2 separate regions of the Zea mays genome follow, and region 1 is linked to region 2. The links are chromatin contacts, called in public Hi-C maps. All regions are on one chromosome and are shown on one strand. The core of a region is the stretch at or near the end of the contact, and the rest is flanking DNA. Distances in the headings are between cores, read along the strand shown.

What was found. Hi-C and Micro-C count contacts between places; a contact is called where the count stands out from the background.
Region 1: a Hi-C map of leaf shows a contact between it and region 2, with 5 times the contacts expected there. The contact joins the promoter of LOC100191924 here to the promoter of LOC100275611 in region 2. A contact is called at or near these places in 4 of 25 Hi-C or Micro-C datasets (bundle sheath, ear, leaf and 1 more).

The regions. Positions count from the first base shown.
Region 1 is chr3:67,634,980-67,638,248 of Zm-B73-REFERENCE-NAM-5.0, reverse strand. LOC100191924 (CASP-like protein 4) reads left to right here and starts at 1,625. Exons shown (of 2, transcript NM_001137348.1): 1 at 1,625-2,056. The coding sequence starts at 1,725.
Region 2 is chr3:67,441,364-67,444,992 of Zm-B73-REFERENCE-NAM-5.0, reverse strand. It overlaps LOC100275611, which reads left to right and starts at 1,862. Exons shown (of 9, transcript NM_001320200.1): 1 at 1,862-2,172; 2 at 3,433-3,536. The coding sequence starts at 1,909.

The sequences.
Region 1 (3,269 bases), core at 376-2,875, 190 kb before region 2:
CAGCCATTCTTATTTTTGGGTGATAGCGCTTATATAAAGATAAAGACTTGTGATCACATGAGGCAGAAATCCATCGTTTGGATAGGTCACAACTTGTGCACTATATGAATTTTACAACATAATCAAGGAACTTATCACAAGAACACCTTTATGATTATGTTAGGGCTTCTACGCTCTACCACTACCTTTTTCTGTTTCTAATTTATGTTTTCATCTTTAAATTTAAAATTCAAGTCTAATTTAGAGCTAAGTTAAAATTTCTATTTCCAACATAAATTGCAACAAACAAAAACTTAACATGAATGCAATGAATTTTTTTATTCATTAATTTATCCATTTAAGCAATTGCTTCAAACAATACATATAACTCACTAGGAATAATTCATATAAGATGTTTTACCATAATAATTATTCAAGAAAATAATTCAAACAAATAGCCAAATTTTTATATTTAAAATTAATTTAACTTTTAGGAAAATAGCTTAAATTTATATTTTTATTACAAAGACTCTTTAAATTGTAAATCTTTAGAGAATTTTTCTGAAATTCTAAAAATAGGATTTTGGTGAGTTACACAAGCTCAACTTCACTACCCTCACTTATCTACCTGAAGGAGCTCCTGTGATGATTGGTATCTTCTACATCCTGAACCATCCCATGGTTATTTTTTTTTATTCTCATGCATAAAATAGTTTCATTAGTCAAAAGATCATTGTCAAATGTCAATTGCCATTTTACCACACTAGGGGGCTATATGATTGCAACGCCAGGAGGCAAGGTTGCAACCAATCATGTCAAACGACGCGTGCCAATAATGTTGGGTAGTAAAATTTTCAAAACACCATTTTAGTTTTGGGATTAGAGGGTGTAGATATCATCTTGCGAACTGATTGGATGACCCAAAACCAAGCCGTAATTGACATTGCAGCCATAGCCATTTAGATACATTTCCCAAGTTGTGGAGAACTTACCGTCACACTCGATTTTGGAAGGTAAACCGAATGCGAACCATATATGTGCCAGGATCAGAAATTCACGTACACAGCGATTACATAACTGAACATCATCGTATAGTTCTCGAATAATAACATAAATAAGTAATACCTTATTACATCATGATGTCAGAGACATCCATATAGTCATTAACTTAAACAGTAATCAAAGTGTTAAAGCGAAACGCAGTACTAACGAGACCTTCACTAGCAGCTGACTGGGGGCGGACAGTATGCAGTGCCATTTTTTGTGTTCAACAATCTCGCTACTTTTTTGTTCATGAACTACTCGTTTTTTGTTGTTGTCTCGAGAGCTTATATAAAGAGTTTTAGAAAGTAATCGACAAAATCATCTAGAGAAAAGGTATCCTTGCTCCAATCTACGACTTTTAAGTTACCTGATTTGGTCATGCATGGAAGGATCGATAGAGATCGATCAGTTTTGTTTTGTACTCCGTATCATGAAGCATATCATGATCTAAAGTCGCTAGCGTAGTGAGTGGTAATTAAGCGTGGCCATGGTGCCGCGAATTCCACACCGGCCCACGTACGGTGCAAGGACAAACCGTGGGCAACGGCACCTTCCATTTCAACCAGTACTCCATCTATCCAGTAGTACACAAACACAACACATTACATACATCCCACGCTCTCTGCCGCACAGGCCACACACGCCCCGCTCCGCCCGTCTACCCTTCACCCAAGAACCGCCCGCCGCGCCGCGCCGCTCCCATGGAGACGCCGACGCCGCGGGTGAAGCCCGGGTTCAACGGCGTCGGCGTGGGCATGGGGTCGTCCGTGAACGGCAGCAGCCGCCGCGCCGGCTACTACATGGGCCCGGCCGGCGCAGTGGCCGTGGCGGGCGGCGGCAGGGCGGCAGCAGCAGCGCCGGTAGACGGGTGCAGCGTGGCGCTGCGCGTGTTTGTGCTGGCGGCGACGCTGGTTTCCGCAGTGGTGATGGGCGTGGACCGGCAGACGAGCACCATCCGAATCACCGTCACCGACGCGCTGCCGCCGCTGGAGGTGCCCCTCACCGCCAACTGGTCCTACTCCTCCGCCTTCGTGTAAGACTGTCTCACTCCTGCCCCCCTCTCTCTCTTTCTCTCCACCGCCTTCTTATCTTCGTAGCGCTATCTAGCTAGCTGGCCATGTGATTACGCCGCATATGGTGATTTCACAAATAATTGCCCGTACGTGCGCGCTCGCATTTTTCTTCTCCACCTCGGTCTTTTTCTAGTTAAAATTTGCGTTCACCTCTGTATTTTTTTTCTTGTGTGTGTGTTCATGATAAGCAACATCATCAGGGTACGTATGTACTACTAGCTAGCTATAGGCAGTGACACATTTATTTGCCACACCGGACAAATTTAGTAGTGCGAATATAAATATGTCTTGTAGTAGGATTCGAAAAATGCGCGCGGGTCAATAATTAATCCGTTTGCGCACTTGCATGTCCTGTCTAACGTCGTTATTATTACAGTCAAACTTGATTCTTAAATAAAATTTCAGTCACGAAATAGATTCCTTTTTAAAAAAAAAACTCAACGAGAGATTTGCTGAACAAGTTGATTAGAAGGCGATTAAAAGCCAACGGTTCAAAAAAAAAGCACCCCACCCCCACACTTCCAAACGCACCACCATGCACACAGGAAGGAATTAAATACTGCTGTTGCTACAAATTCTCAATCACTAAATAAATTGTCTGCCCCGCGCGCATATACACATGTCACACATGCTGCCCCACTAACAGTCTACTACGTACTAGCGGTCTAGCTCTACGTTTGTAGTTTTGCGGCACGTATTAATTAATGTCTCTAGTGTACGTACAGTGTACTAGTTGTTGTAGTCGTGGACTCGTCGAGGTGGATAGCTATTAGGGATGTATCGTTCCAGATACGATACGAGGCAGCACATATTATGCAAGCGCGACAGCGTATAGGTTTGGATGGTGGTGTTTCCGTAGGTCGTATGGGGGTACTCGGATCCGATATAGTTACTTGGTGGTTAGGGCCTGTTTGTTTACCCCAATGGATTATATAATCTGGATTATTTTTGAAAGATTATATAATCTGGATTATATAATTTGGATTATATAATCTGAGTAGTCTTGTTTGTTTATCTAGATTATCTGGCGTGTTTCTGTTGGGCGGCGGGCTTCTCCGATCCGATAGGCGCAAAAACGATTCGGTAGATTATAATGGCAATGGTGGGTAATTTCTAGGAAACTTGAAAGGGTAGTGGGGAAGTGGGAAAAAAATAATCTGAAATAAGCACCTC
Region 2 (3,629 bases), core at 613-3,112:
TAACCAATAGAAGTTAATAAAATATATGAAGATGAAACAAATCATCCTCGATAGAGGTTTCATGTGGTTTCTAAGACCTTAAAAATAAGTTGACGTAGTTTTATCGTATAAAACTCAATCCTCTTAAATACCAATGCCATGTCATAAAAATTCTAATATAATATAGTACTCCATCCGTTCTAAAATAGTTGTTGTTTTAACCCTTAAATTTTATATTTATATTCAAATGGATGACAACGAATCTAGACATATAGATAAAACACATACATTGAGCATTATATGATTATAGTAAAATACTAAAACTACTAATCTATACTATACTTAAAGCACCAGTTTCAACGGTCGTCATGCGTCATTTTTTACAAATAACCCCTCACATCTATTTCAAATTAATCTGCTGCACGTCTATAGATGCCAAACGACGCTCGACACGGGCTAGATGCACGCGGGCCACAACTATGGCACAGACACGTCATGCCGGCCTGCTAACTGTGTCGGACCAGCCTGTTAGCCCGTCGATCCATTTAATTAAATCAGCGTAAAATGTTAAAAACGGTGGAGGAGGTGGGGTTCGAACCCATGCTTTGATGGAAGAAGGGCGGGAGACACTGAGTGAAAGTGTCTAACCAGTAGAACATCACGCTAAGATGTTTTTAATATTGAATATAAATTGTATATAGGTATATACGTTTTTTTGTAAAATAAAAAAATAATCGTGTCGGGCCGGGCCAGCACTACGGGTCGAGGCTACAGCCCAAGCACGGCACGACGTTCTTGGCTCTTGCAAGCATTAAGTCGTTTCTGAGACCACATTGGCGCAATCGACTACATGGTGTTTGAGATTGCTGAATTGGATGGAGCAGCAATGATTTGTCACACTAACAGCAAAATGAAAGGTTATTTGTTGGTTTTAAATAATTTATATGGAGCGCATCCAGTTTTTATTTATGTCTGACTTTAGCAATCACTCCATATTTTGATCTATCTTTTTTATAAGTTTGACTTCATGGGACTTATTTTAGAAACTTGATCTCACAAACTTTCTCTTATTTGGTCTCTATATGATGAAATTATGTCATTTTATAATCTCTGTTCATTCAGTCAATCGTTGTGAACTCTCTTCTAATCGCTCACTTCATTTAGCCGTGTTGTACCAAGTCATATTTGCATGGAGTAAACAATAACATCAGTTAGCCAAATCAAAAAATATATTATACAGAGACCAGAGATAATCAATAAAAAATCTTTAATTTTTTTGATGGATAGTTTACGTGGGTATTGTTGTAAGCCGTCGCAACGCACGGGTAACCGACTAGTATTTTAAGAATGAGGGAGTATTAAATATGCATCAAACTACCGTAAAACTACAACTAAAATTAGCCTAATCTGCACATGGATGCTTCTCTTTCCCACCCGTGCCCGTGCACAAATATCGTGTTGTCTTTTTTTTTTTTGACAAACAGTCGCGGTCGAGAACGAAGAAGTGAAGAAATACCGTTAGACTGACCGCAGCGGTCTACCCTACCGCTCCCCCTCCCCTTGCATGTCGGCTGTAGGGGGTATCCTATGGCCGCAGCGGTGCCCCTACAGCGCCTCCTACGTGTCGGTCCCCTTCTCTCTCCCCCCAGATCTAGCGTGTCACTGTTCATCACCCTAAACACTGTGCTGTAGGTCCACGAGTAATTGTTAGTAGATAAAAAATTGATAGTTGGTATAGAAAATGATATTTTATAGTGGTAGTAGGGTATAGGGGGAGTATTTAGGGGGAACCGCTGCGGGAGATAAAAAAATAGGGGGGAAAATAGGAGGAAAAAGTGATATAAGGAGAAAAATTTAGGGGTAACGGCTGCGGATAGCCTTAGGATAACGAGAAAGACGATAACCTCACACTTTCCTTCTCCCACGGCAATGGCGGCCGTAGCGGCGGCTCCACGGCCGCAGCTCCCCATGCTATCTGGCGGCGGCGGCGCGGCACTTTCCAGTCTCACCCTCCAAACACTGGCCTTCATTTCCCCCCTCCCCATCAGCCGCTGTCACCGCTGTGTGCTCCGCTCCAACGCCTCGTCGTCCCCGTCTCCGCCGCCATCGCAGGAGGAGGCAGCGGCGGCTGAGGTGGTTCCAACAGCTGAGTCCTGCGTCAATCTCGGTCTCCAGCTCTTCTCCAAAGGCAGGGTAAGTGAAGCCCACGCCGAGGCGCTGTAATGCAATCTTCGAGCGGTATGCGACGCTTAGCATTAACTTCAGACATTTTCAACCATGAAGAGGGCTATCAATTGTGTGAGGATGTTTCAGTTGGGGTGTACAAGCAACTCTCACGAAGACTTGTCCGTTTTAGCATATTGCTTTTGAATTTAACCAGGAGATGCAGGATAGATTACCAATGTCTATATATCAAGCTTAATTGAGTTTGGGACAGGTTAAGTTTATCGACGCTGAGTGCTTAATAGGACTGCCTGCTTTATTGCATCGAACAAATGTTTTACCATGTACCTTTAAGGAAATGGCGGAACCAATGTAAGGGATTGGTTTTTAAGCAAGAAAGTAAGTGATTCTTGGTAGTTTTGATTTCACTACTAGCCTTAGGATATTGTTGGGAGATGAATCACCTAGCGGTGCTGTCTGCGGAGGCGTAGACGGTCCGTGAAACAGTGCCAGACGGTCTACGACCTGAGCATAAGAGCGGCTCCTTCTCTGGGTACATCCGGACGGTCCGTGCCTATGGCTCGGACAATCCACGATGGCGCAGAGGGTCGTTTTCTTCGCAGCAGACCTAGATTTCTCCTCTCGGGAAGGACCCTGTCGGGGAGGAGAGATCTTAGGGTGTGCCTTGGAGTCGGCAGGCCACCCAAGACGTCTCTAATCGACGTAGAGCCGACGAGAGGTGAAGATTCGAGTTAGAGAAGGCTAAACTAGGGCTACTCCTAATTCCTAATGCTAAGGTAAAAATGATAAGTAGAATTGATTGGATCGATTGTGGGGGTTCAATCGGCCGTACCTCTTCATCTATATAAGGGGGAGGTCTTGACCCGTTACAAGTCAGTTCCCAAGCTAATCCTATGAAGATCGCTAACAAATCCCACAAGAAACGGGGAACCGTAACTGATTCTGCGCACGCGCGGACCGTCCGCGCCGCCACTGCGCGGACAGTCCGCAAGCCAATTTCGGTGCTCAACAGATATGTATTGGCAGATTATGACAGTCTCCAACTTGAAAACAATTGGCAATCAGTGCCTTGGTATTTTGCTAGCATAAAGCTGTAATTAGTACACTGGTGAAGAAAGAATCAGTAATCTGGGAAACATAAAAGCCAGTGGTATCGTAATTATACTGTTAGATGCATGTTTGAGCAGTCTTTACAGACTTTTTATCATTCATTGAAGGGATGTCTATAACCATTACATGCATTCTGTTATTTTATATGCACTTGTTTAGGTGAAGGATGCTCTTGAACAATTTGAGAATGCATTAGAGCTGAATCCAACATCTATTGAGGCCCAGGCAGCGCTATATAACAAGGCATGCTGCCATGCGTATAGGTGAGGACACATTCCTGAGATCACTGGACTTGGATTTACTATGCATGCGCCATGCTTATTTGGGGTACTCATCAGAAGTTTCATCTATTTGTC